Regions from separate parts of the Sus scrofa genome. Here region 2 is linked to region 1. Evidence: chromatin contacts called from public HiChIP or PLAC-seq data. All regions are on one chromosome and are shown on one strand. Each heading gives the region's core, a stretch centred on a gene start, on an enhancer-like site or on the middle of the called end of the contact. The rest is flanking DNA. Distances are from core to core; before and after follow the strand shown.

Region 1 (6,241 bases), core at 178-2,677:
TGTACATGCAAAGAAAGACTGTGAGCGCCCCCTTGTGGAGAGACCTACGGCGGCTGGGCCCGCTGGGGCCTCCTGAGTCTGGCCCCCCCTGAGTCTGGCCCCACCCCCGCGCCAGCTCTGCCCCCGCAGGGAGGGACCTCACCCAGGCTGAAAGCCTGCAAGTGGCTATTGATTCCGTGCCTTCTTCCTTCCCTCCCCAAACTGGCTCTGAGACCTGTGACACCTTCACTCTTCCTCCCTCCATCTCAGAGCAACTTCCTGCCACACCCCACTCCAGCCAGGCTCCCTACCTAACCTCTGACCTCCCATAGCCTCCCTCCCTGCAGGCTTCTCCAGTCCACTCTGCAACCCTGCAATGGGTGGGGAATGGGGGTGGGGGCAGTTCAGGGCCCTCTTGGAGGGATTTCCAGACTGTTCTGGCCATGGCCACTTCAGCCCAGTCCTCAACCCCAGCCTCTGCCTTGCACATCTCACATGTGATGGAATCCTGGCCAAGAGAATAACTTTCTTTTTCTTTTTCTTTTTCTTTTTTCTTTCTTTTTTTTTTTTTGCTTTTTAGGGCCACACTAACGGCATGTGGAGGTTCCCAGGCTAGGGGTTGAATTGGAGCTGTAGCTGCTGGCCACAGCCACAGCCACAGCTACGTGGGATCGGAGTCTGCAACCTACACCACAGCTCACCACAATGCTGGATCTTTAACCCATTGAGTGAGGCAAGGGATCGAACCCACAACCTTGATTGCGGGTCCCTAGTCGGATTTGTTTCCGCTGTGCCACAACGGGAACTCCCCTTTCCTCTTCTTGACCATGACTTCCTATCTGCAGCCTCTTGAAGCCCAGTTATGGCCCTTGCAGGAGCACCTCCTCAGCTCCCATACCTGGCCCCACAACCAGTTCATAGTATAGCCCTTGAACCATCGCCAGTTTTTTGTTTATTTCTTTTTTCTTTTTAGAGCGCACCCACAGCATATGGAAGTTCCCAGGCTAGGGGTCAAATCGGAACTGTAGCTGCTGGCCTACTCCACGGCCACAGCAATGCTAGATCCGAGCCATATCTGCAACCTGCACCAGAGCTCACAGCAATGCCCACGGATCCTTAACCCACTGAGGCCAGGGATCAAACCCATGTCCTCAAGGATACTAGTCAGGTTCATTATCACTGAGCCACAACGAGAACTCTGAACCATCTCTGTTTTGTGGCTGCCTCTCTTGCATCCCCTAGATCATGAGTCTCTTGAGGGCAAGAATATGGCTCCTTCATCTTTGTCCTCCGACAGGGCCCTGGGCATCCACACAACCACTCATTTGCAGTTGCTCTAGCCCCACAAATAGGGGCAGACAGATCAGGAACCCCTGTGCCCAGCCCCTGCCCAGCCCCTGCTCCTCCCAGGCATTCGGGGGTGGAGACAGGAAGTACAGGGTCCAGAGGTCAGCAGGGGAGCAGAGTGAGGCCCAGGACAGCCCAGCTGGACGCCAGGCTGGGTGGGGTTGAGGACTTTGGTCCAAATGGAGGGAAAGTAGCTGCCAACGCAGCAGGCGGGAGAAAATGAAAGCAGAATTGGACGATAAAAACGGCACAAAGTCAGAGCCAAGGGGAATATGAAGGGCAAGAAAAAAAATCAAAAGTCAAAGCTAAAAGTTAAAAAAAAAAAAAAACTCAGCGTCAGGATAAAGGGCTGAAGGAGGTAGATAAAGACGGGTCGCCCTTTCAGGAGGTGGGAACACGGTAACGTTTCTTCTGACAAAATGTCCATATTTCCTTTAACTTTGTGTAAACAAGGAACCCAGCTTTAGAAAAAGGCCGCGTTAAAGGCACAAGAACAGTCACATTCAGAGCCTGAGGTGGGTCTGCAGCTGGGGTCTGGGACTCAGGGGTGGGAGTTGGAGGAGGGGTTGGGGCGGGGGCGGGGCTTGGAGTGGTGGGCGGGGCTTGGGGTGGAGCTTCAAGACTTACGCTCGGAGGACCAGCAGGAAGGTGCAGGAGAGCAGCACCCGCAGCAGCCCCAGGGCCCACTCCAGCTGTGCCTCCTGACGTCTCACGTAGTCTCGCACCTCGGTGCTCACGTGTTCCCAGCTCGTGTTGAGGCCCAGCATCCCGGCCCGCTTCTCTTCCTGGGAGAGGACCTGGGTACAAACTCAGAGGCCCAGGCCCAACCCCCCAGCCTCTCCGTGGTGCCTTTCTCCTAATGCCCCACTCTTGGGTCCAGCTCTTCCCGGGACTTTAAGAGTGGCCGATGCCCTTCTTGACACGGTCTTGCTCCCCTGCCCTTGTATGAGCTGCCACCCTCTCACACCTGGCTGACCATTAGGCCCCGGGTCAGGGCCCTGCGGGCCAGCCACAGGCTTGGCACCCCGCCTGTCCCCTCACACCAACATCGTTCCCCCTCCCTCACAGCCTGCCCCCTCCCTCCTGAGCCCTCTCCCTCAAGCCCTGGTCCCTGTGCCCTCCTCCCACTCCCTGTCTCCCCCCACCCTCACCCGATGCCCCTCCTACCTTGAGGTTAATAGTGGCTGAAAATTCCCCCTCCAGGCCACGAATAGACTGGTTGAGGGAGTCATAGGTTTGCCCAAAGTTGCCTTCCACTGGGATGCGACTGCGGCACCAAACTTCCATCACTAGTGGGCAGTGGGGCCAGGTCAGGGGCTTCCCTGAGCCCCGGCCTCCAGTCGTCCCTTCCCAAGAGCCTTTTCATCCCGCCTGCTTTTCTGTCTCTCTGCCGGTGACTTCCTTTTTTTTTTTTTTTGGCTGCCATGGCTTATGGAGTTACCAGGCCAGGGATCAGAGGATCAGATCCAAGCTGAAACTGCAATCTGTGCCACTGCTGGATCCTTAACCCACTGTGCTCCGCTGGGTTAGTGGGTTGGCTTGTTTATTTATTTATTTATTTTTTAGGGCTGCACCCTCGGCTTATGGAAGTTCCCAGACTAGGGGTCTAATCAGAGCTGCAGCTGCTGGCCTGTGCCATAGCCACAGCAACACCAGATCCAAGCCACATCTGCAACCTTTGCCACAGCTTGTGGCAATGCTGGATCCTTACCCACGGAGCGAGGCCAGGGATCAAACCTGCCTCCTCATGGATACTAGTTGGGTTCTTAACCTGCTGAGCCGCAATGGGAACTCCTTGGCTGAGAATTGAACCTATGTCTCAGCGCTCCAGAGACACTGCCAAACCCATCGCACCACAGTGGGAACTCTGGCAGTGATCTTTAGGGCTGCACCCTTGGCATATGGAAGTTCCCAGGCTAGCGGAGCTACTGCTGCTGGCCTGCACCACAGCCACAGCAACACAGGATCCGAGCGGCATCTGTAACCTACACCACAGCTCACAGCAACACCGGATCCTTAACCCACTGAGACCAGGGATCGAACCTGCATCCTCATGGATACTAGTTGGGTTTGTTACTATTGAGCCATGATGGGAACTCCTGCCGGTGACTTTCTACCACCCCGAGCCCTTCCTCTCTTCACTCTCCTCTTTTCCCCAGAACCAGGGCCGGATTTTTCCCCCCCATTTCTTCACCTGCCTATAACTATACCAAATATTAATAATGATAGCCAATATTTTTGGGGGTACGCCCATGGCATATGGCATTCCCAAACCAGGGATCTGCCCCACAGCACTGACAATGCCATATCCTTAAACCACTGAGCCACCCGGGAAGTCCAGGATAGCCGATATTTAATGGAGCAATTCCTCTGTGTGCCGGCTCTGTTACCAGCTTTACATGTCTTATCCACTGAAATCATCAGAAACCCCTAATGGGATAAGCACTATCTTTATGCCCATCTTTCAGATGGAGGGACAAAGCTGAGAGCCTTGCTATAAACTTACCTGGGTCACAAGCCCAGTCAGTGGAGGGGCTGGGCTCTGAGGGTGCCGTGTCCTCAAAGCTGAAAACCCTCCCCCGTTGCCCTCCTACCCCACATCTACCCAGTGGTCGCCAAGGACTCGGATCCCCAGCCCTGGTGCGCCCCACCCCCGTGCTGCTGTGCTGACCCTTGGCAATGCCACAGAAGAATTTGAACTTCATGGGCAGGCAGAGCAGGTGCTTGAGGAGCGGGACCCAGATGTGTCGCATGCACTGTTGGTGCTTTTGGTCAAACCAGCGGCGGCAGGTGAGCATGGCCTTGTTCACCACGTCTGTAGGAAGGGGTAACAGGCGTCTGAGGTCCCCACCCCCTGACCTGGAGCCCCAGCCCTGCGCCGCACCCCCCCCAGGCCCCCCTCCTCACGGGAGCAACGCAGCTTTGTCTTCATCTCGTATATCTTCTGTGTGGAGAGGCGGCGTCTGAAGGCTGACATGCGGAGCGGCTCTCCACCCTGGGCTGTCTGCTCTGAGCCCTCGGCGTCGTCCTCAGGTGTGTATCCACTCTCACTGTTCACCTGGGCATCCAGTTCCTCAAAGGAGCTGGTGATGTTCTGAGTCTCGGCTTTCAGTGACTCTTTGCTGCTCTGGGGTTGGAGGGAGGGGAGGGGTCAGCCATGTGAACTTAGCGCTTCTGCTGCCCCTACAGCCTTTTTGTCTCGCATTAGCCAAGTTTGGGTTCTTACCTCAAGCCTATAGGGAGCCTAGGCCCCGAGACAGCCTCTCACCTGGAATTCTCCCCACTTCATGGTCCTTGGGAGCCCTCGCCCCTCCCCAGCTGCCTCTGTTCTGCTCACCTCCCAGGCTCCCAGCTCGTCCTAAGGCCTCCCATCCAGATCCTTGCTGGTCAAGGGAGGGTCCCCTTGGACTTCACGCCTCAGCACGAATGTCTCAGACTACTGTGCCATCTCAATGTCCCCGACTCCCAAGCCCCTCAGCCCTTATCTCCCCAACTCCTCAGCTCTCCAGTTCTTCCAGACCACCCCCCCCCCCCCGCTGGGCTTCCAGGACCCAATTCCCTAGTCCCCTAGTCCCCTGGTCCTCGAAGCTCCCAAACTCCTCAAGGCCAGGCCCATTTCCTGACATTCTAGCTCAGCTGTCCAGAGTACCACCTACTCAGGTGTTTGGAAAGGTGTGGGGGGCGGGGGGTGTCCCAATAGATGGGGGTGGGGACACTCCTGGCGTTTCATGCCCAGGGACCCAGGGTACATCTTGCAATGTTTGGGGACAGTTCTGCCAAAAATGCTGGCACCACCCACATTGAGAAACTGTTAGTCCAGGGTCCCAGCTCCCAGCTCAGGTCATCGAGGCCCTGTGGGGAGAGGAACCCCTAGGCCCTTGCCCTTGCAGGGTCCTGACCAGCAGGTCCTTGAACACTGCCCGCAGGGGGGCTGTGGAGACGCGCCAGGCCGCGCGGGTGTTGTTGATCTGCAGCTCCACGGTGCAGCCCAGCGATGCTATCACCTCATTGAGGTTGTGCCGCAGGTTGGCCACTGGTCCTGGGGGAAGATGCCCTGGTGGATTATCTCCCTCTAGAGCCAATTAACTTTCTTCAGCCCATCCCAAGCTCCTGCTCTGCCTGCAGTGACCACTTTCTAGAAGTGTACCCTGATGGGGCCCAGAAGCTGGTGAGAGGTCATCTCACGCAACCTCTGGCTTTTTTCCCCTGTGTAAACTAAGGAGGCCCAGAGATGTAGAGGCACTCTCTCGGGGACACACAGCAAGTTGCAACAGCTGGGATGAGATCCCACACTCTTTTTTTTTTTTTTTTCTTTCGTTCTTTTTAAAAAAAATTCTTTTCTTTTTATTTTTAGGGCTGCATATGGAAGTTCCCAGGCAAGGGATCCATTCAGAGCTGCAGCTGCTGGCCTATGCCATAGCCACAGCCACAGCCACAGCTAGATCTGAGCCATATCGGCAACCTATTCTACAGCTCACAGCAAGGCTAGATAAATACACACTGAGCAAGACTAGGGATTGAATCCACATCCTCATGAATACTAGTCAAGTTTGTTACCGCTAAGCCACAGTGGGAACTCCTCTTTCTTCTTTTTTTTCCCCCCCTTTTTTGGCTGCCCCATGGCATATGGAATTCCTGGGCCAGGGATCAGATCCGAGCTGCAGCTGCAACCTATGCCAAAGCTGTGGCAATGCCAGATCCTTAACCGACTGTGCCCAGCCAGGGCTCGGACCTGTGTCCCAGTGCTCCAGAGAAGCAGCCAGTCCCATTGCACAAGAGCGGGAACTCCTAGAGATTCCCTCCACTCTTTCTCCTTCCCCAGACTCTGGCTCTCACCAGAGTCACTGCTTCAGTGTCAGTAGCAGGTACCCAGGGACACACACTCACCCTCATAGATGGCGGCCAAGGCATATCC
Region 2 (5,975 bases), core at 741-3,240, 420 kb after region 1:
ATATAGTGTGTATACATGGCTTCTTTCACTCAGTGTCATGTTTAGAGAATTAGCCACCTCGTTGCATGTGGGTCATATAAGTCTTTCATCTTTCCCACAGTATAATCTGTCATGGGCCAATGCCATCATTTATCCATTTTCCTTTTGATGCACACTTGAGTTGTTTCAGGTTGAGAGCTATTGTGAATTAAGCAACCACAAACTTCTTGTATGTGTATCCAGGTCTAGGAGTGGAATTACTGAATTGCACAGGGTGCGTGTGTATTCACGCCTTTCCTAGGCTTCCTGTGATGACTAAGAGCTGCTCTGCATCTTTGCTTCCACGTGCTCTGATCAGATGTTTAGTTAATGTGCCTGTGGCATGGATGGGCAGTAACTCACTGTGGCTTTATTGTGCATCTCCCAGATGTGATGAGGTTGAGCACTTTCTCATGTGCACTGTTTTACCCATTATTTTTTCCACTGAGCCGTCTGTTATTCAGTCAACTAACTGACCCCCTGAAGGTCACTATGCCCGGGGGCGGGGGGAGGCGGTGAGGATATACAGCACACGTTCCCTGCCCTGAGAAGACTTTCCTGAAATAAAAGCAGATATATAAACGGTGCTCATAACACTGTTGTGACCGTTGAAGCATCTGGCTCCCTTCCCAGCCTGATGGGCAGCTGAAGGGATGGGGACAGGACTCTTCTTTGTGTCATGTCCTTGGTGCTTAACACAGTATCTGGCACATATTAGGTGCTTAGTAAAGTTCTGTTAAATGCATGAATAAGGCATTTTCAGAGGATGGTGAAAGTGCTCTCGTAGTTGCAAGTGTTGAGTAAGGGAGAAGCCAAAACAAGGCACCACGAATCGCACCCACTCCCCTACCAGAGTGGGGCAAAGCTTTCCTAAGAGGTCATATTTGAAGCAGACCTTGAATGGCTTTTGCCAGAAGCCACAGAGGAAGTACATTCAAGGCAAAGGCACAGAATGCACAAAGGCCCGGAGAGGGAAAAAACAGACAGACTCCACTAGAAATGGGAAGTTGGGGGGACTAACACTTAAGGCGAATAGAATGAGGGGGCAGTAAGAAAGGGCATCGGTTGGGGACAGTGATGTGACGGGACCGCCTTGTAAATCTCAGAAGCAGTGGGGATAAAAGTGAAATGAAATACAGAAAAAGAAATTGCTCAGGTGGAAGAGGGAGGGGGGCTGTTGAGCATTAGAATTGTTTCATAAAATATTTTTCTGACATCTTGTATAAAATAGAGCAGCCATATAAGCCTGCTCATGACATCAGTTGATACCATCAGTCATCTCTTGGAAAGCTGCGGTGTGGCTTGAACAAGTGTAGAGTGGGGATGAGGAATGACGTTTTGCAGTCAGACCTGGATTTAGCCGCAGCATGGCCCTTGTGGAGCCTCCATTTCCACATCTGTGGTTTGGAATAATGCCTGCCTGGCCAAGCTGTCAGGAAAATTAAGGAGACAAGGCATGTAAAAGGACTTAACCCTTGCCTGGACGGATGCCAGATGGTAGGATGGTTTTCTGTTGTAGATTCTTAAGTGTTCAGTTGCTATGATCATTATCTGGCTCCTATATGCTGGCTGTTACACGCTCACGTCGCTAAATGTGCTAGTGTAGGAGCAATTAGTCCACAGCAGGGACGTCAGTCATTTGAAGAGATCTGCCCCCCACTCTCTTCCACATTAGAGACAGGTGGTCACATTAGGGCAGACCTGGAAGGCAGTGCCGGGAGCCTTGGCTCTTTCTCCAGTGCTGAACTTGGCAGGGTGGCTTTGTTCTCCGTTTGCTTTCTCTCATGTATTCCTGAGAAGGCTGCGAAGGGAATTCTGGGCTCAGTATTTATAGCTCTTTACCTAAAGAAAGAGTATCTTGCCCAATACTCTTGCAAGAAAGGGTTTAAACTTGTAATCGGCAGGAACCCAGGCAGCTCAGCTTGCTTGGCCCAAGCCCCGCCCCTCGGCCAAACTTTCCAAAGTGGGCGGTCCTTCTGAAGAAACGAAAGTGAAATTGAACCGGAGCCATTTCCAAGCCCATCTCCAGGCCCGGGCCTGTCCTACTCGAGAGCCTGACGGCCCCGCCTCAAGGAGGGTCCCTCCCGGGAGGGTCGCGCTGCCGGCGGGCGGGTGGGAGTCAGGACATGCCTTGGAGGTGCCATGGACCCGAGGCAGGTAAGCCGCTGGGGTCAGAGCGCAGTCAGGCCAGCAGCAACTGGCTCATCCTACACCTCCTGTATGTTTCTGTTTTTGTGTGACATACGCGCATTGTGAGAGTGTGTGTATATTTTCTTGCCAAGAAAAATTGCTGTTCTAGGAATTTAGGAATTTGTATCATGCTAATTAATTCTGCCTTGTGGAACAAGGCCTGGAAGAGGGTTTGTGAGGAAAATGGGAAAATGCATCCTGAAGAGGAAACCCTGAGCCCAGGTCAGGACAGATCCCCCTCTGCTTTTCTGCCAGGACCCATGGCTGCCCACCCTACCTTTAGCTCCACTTGGACAACATGCTTTACTTTTAGCTGTCTCCTTTCCTTCTTAACCTGTAGGGGGAAGTTTATAGGGCCTTTATTCATTACCTCTAAAAACTGGAAGACTCTAGTGTTTTCAACAAGTGGTTAGATAAACTAGGATACATCCATGTAATGGAAAACTGCTCAACAAAAAAAGGCAGGAACTGCTGCTCTGTGTAACTAAGTGGACAAATCTCAGATTCATGATGCTAAGCGAAAGAAGCTGGACTCAAAAGACTACATACTGGAGTTTCTTTGTGGCTCAGCGGAAACAAACCTGACTAGTGTCCATGAGGACACGAGTTCGATCGCTGGCCCTGCTCAGTAGGTTAAGGATCTGGCATTGCCATGAGCTGTGGTGTAGGTCGCAGACATGTCTCGGATCCGGCATTGCTGTGGCCGTGGTGTAGGCTGGCAGCTGCAGCTCTGATTCAACCCCTAGCTTGGGAACTCCCATATACCATGGGTGTGGCCCTAAAAAAAAGGAAAAAGAAGAAAAAATGTATGAGGGAGAAAACAAAGCTAGAGGAAGACAGATCAGTGGTTGCTAGGGGCTGGGTGTAGGGAAAGGAATTGGTTGCAAAGCACATGAGAAAATGTTTTCGGGAAATGAAAATGCTCTGTATCTTGATCGCAGTGGTAGTTATAAGGCTTTATGTGCTTTGACTCTATATAGTCAAAACTCATAGAATTATACACTAAAAAGGGTAAATTTGACTGTAAATTTATACCTCAGTTTAAAAAAAATATATAAAATATCATGTGGTAAAATAAAGGTGGGGGCTGGTCTCTTGATCCTAAATATACGAGACTAGTTTAAAGGGAAGCTTTGCTGGGCAATGAATGCTAAGTGGCTTGCTACCTAATTTGCGTGGTACATATGCATGAAGTGGATGAGTGGAGATGTTGAGGGATTTAGGAACGTTCACAGTGGGTTAGTTTCTCTCGTCCTTGCTCTCCCTCTCATTCTGTGACTCTCTTCTACAAATGGCTGTTCCGAAGTGGTGGTTTGGCTTTTAGGGGATATAAGGGGATATAAAGAAAAAATTAGGAGGGGCTGAACGTTGAACCACCAGCCAGCAGACAGTGATTTAATCAACCCTGCGATGATGAAGCCTCCATGAAAACCCAAAAGGGTAGGTTCAGAGAACAGCCAGATTGGTGACCATGCGGAGATGTCAGGAGTGGGGCCCTGGGGACAGCACAGAAGCTCCTCGCCCCTCCCCCACACCTTGCCCTCTGCATCTCTTCCATCTGGCTCTTCCTGAGTTACAGTCTTTTATAATAAACCAGTAATCTAGTAAGTAAAAAAAAAAGAAAGAAAAAGAAAATATTAATACTCTCCCTCTCATTTTTCCCTCAAATAACTATTGTTAACAAATCCGTATATCCTTTCCTTCTTTCCTTTTTTTTTTTGGTCATGCCCTTGGCTTGCGGAAGTTCCTGGGCCAGGGATCAGGCTGGCACTACAGCAGAGATAACACTGGATCCTTAACCTCTAGGCACCAGGAAGCTCCCCTTTCCTTCTTTCTTCTCTCCGTGTTCTTTCTAGCTTGCGCACACATTCATGGGTTTTTAACTATTTTTTCCCCCTTTTGCGGCCATACCTGTAGCATGTGGAAGTTCCCAGGCCAGGGATCACTCTGCAGCCTATGCCACAGCTGCTGCAGTGCTGGATCCTTAACCCACTGCGCCGGGCTGGTGCCTCCACAATGACAGGCCAGATCATTAGCCCACTGCACCACAGTGGGAGCTCCCACAGGTTTTTAACTTTAGTACACCAAAAAGGGGGGGGGGATTGTAGCATACACATTCCTCTGCAACTTGCTTGTTTTTGCTGTTGTGAATTTAACATATCACTCCTAAATAGATAACACATTTGAGAAAAAAAAAATTGAGTATGGTTCCATGGCCTGAACGTGTCATGATTTGTTCAACCTTCTTCTGTGGATAGACCTTCGAATATTTTGCAGGTTTTGGTCAAGTAGCACCAGTTTAAATCTAGAAAGCCTTGAGCTAGAAACTGACTTTAGCCACTTTTAAACAAAGTTCTTTTACCAGAGTCACCCAAAGAGCTGATCAGAAATCCCCTCAAGTCCCCATACTCTGTGAGCCGGCACTCACTGTGTGTACTTACACAGACCTCAGCCCGGGGGTGGCGGGAGGGGGAGTGCATCACGAGGAGCAAGAAAAGGGATGGGATTGTGTGTCTAGCGCGGTCTTATTCGTACGGGGATTGATTCAGGAAACATTGGTCCAGGATCAGCTTATGCCAGGTGCTGCCTTAGGTGCTAGGGATGCAGAGATTAGTGAAGCATAGTCCTTGTCCTCCAGGAGCTGACCGCGGAGTTGACTGAAGCCCCCATCCGTACAACATGAGGAAGTATCGAGAGTGGACAGCCGAGTATAATTTCTAGGGCACCTAATGTTGTTAATCATCTTTCAGACACATTTCAATCTGTGTGCCATTTTTTAAAAAAAATCAGTAGCTATGATTAAAAGATAAGTGGTGTAACGGGTGCTGAGTGGGAGGAGTTCAAGGAGAGGAAGCTGTCGTGGGCTGGGGGATGTGGGATTCAGGCGTCTCCTAAAGAAGGTGGCATGTAAAGAGATCTGTAGGGAATGGGCCCTGGTTGTGAGAGGTGACAGTAGAGAGCGGGGCAGGCACATTGCCCTGGAAGGTGGAAGGAAGGAAGAATGAGAGACGTTTGTAGCCTGTGCGAGCGGTAATGAGGGGCTCCAACTGGGAGAAGGCACACTGCAAAGATTAGAAGAGGTGGACAAGATAGGACTTGGCAGCTACCTGATGTGATGTGGGAGAGGAGGGAGGAAGGCAGGCAGGCAGCAAAGATGACTCAGGGTTCCAGCCTTAATAACTAAGCAGGGTGCGCTGCCATTAACCATAAGAAGAGCAGCAGGAAGAGGGGCTGGATTGAGGCAGGATATTTGAGTGGACAGATTGTTTAGGCATTTGAAAATTCAAGGCTTAAGCTTCAGCACAAAGTGGTGGCTGGAGAGAGTTCTCGTTGTGGCTCAGTGGTAATGAACCCAACTGGGATCCATGAGGATGTGGGTTCAATCCCTGGCCTTGCTCAGTGGGTTAAGGACCTGGAGTTGCCAGGAGCTGTGGTGTAGGTCGCAGACTCGGCTAGGATCCCAAGTTGCTGTGGCTGTGGCATAGGCGGGCAGTTGCAGCTCCGATTTGACCCCTAGCCTGGGAACTTCCATAGGCCGTGGGTGTGGCCTTAAAAAAAACAAAACAAAACAAAAAAAAAACAACAAAGTGATGGTTGGAGGCAGTAGGCTCCAATGCCCTTTCTCAAGAGGCTGGTTAAGATTGGGGAAATGAATGACATCCACCTGGGGAAGGAAGAAGCAGCCCTTAGACAAAACCTTGGGGACTGATTATATGCAAAGGGGGAGAAGAAAGGACAGGGACAGAGGGAAAAAGAGAGGTAAGAGG

What was found. HiChIP or PLAC-seq counts read pairs in DNA pulled down with a chosen protein or histone mark.
Region 2: a contact with region 1 is called in an H3K27ac HiChIP or PLAC-seq map of alveolar macrophages. The contact joins two enhancer-like sites. A contact is called at or near these places in 1 of 5 promoter capture datasets (fetal liver) and 1 of 2 datasets of contacts at active chromatin or transcription factors (alveolar macrophages).

What each region holds. Positions count from the first base shown.
Region 1 is chr4:94,754,989-94,761,229 of Sscrofa11.1, forward strand. DCST1 (DC-STAMP domain-containing protein 1) reads right to left here. Exons shown (of 16, transcript XM_021089738.1): 4 at 6,214-6,241; 5 at 5,226-5,365; 6 at 4,234-4,453; 7 at 3,998-4,141; 8 at 2,494-2,615; 9 at 1,954-2,111. Among named protein-coding and RNA genes, the nearest start is that of ADAM15, 10 kb to the left of the region's middle. Within about 2 kb of position 1,428, at least 43 of the 83 cell types and tissues checked have an H3K27ac peak or open chromatin away from gene starts, as enhancers often do. A contact at or near this core is called in alveolar macrophages and fetal liver, where this site is marked.
Region 2 is chr4:95,170,826-95,176,800 of Sscrofa11.1, forward strand. All of the region lies in intron 1 of ADAR (double-stranded RNA-specific adenosine deaminase), which reads left to right. Among named protein-coding and RNA genes, the nearest start is that of ADAR, 20 kb to the left of the region's middle. Within about 2 kb of position 1,991, at least 74 of the 83 cell types and tissues checked have an H3K27ac peak or open chromatin away from gene starts, as enhancers often do. A contact at or near this core is called in alveolar macrophages and fetal liver, where this site is marked.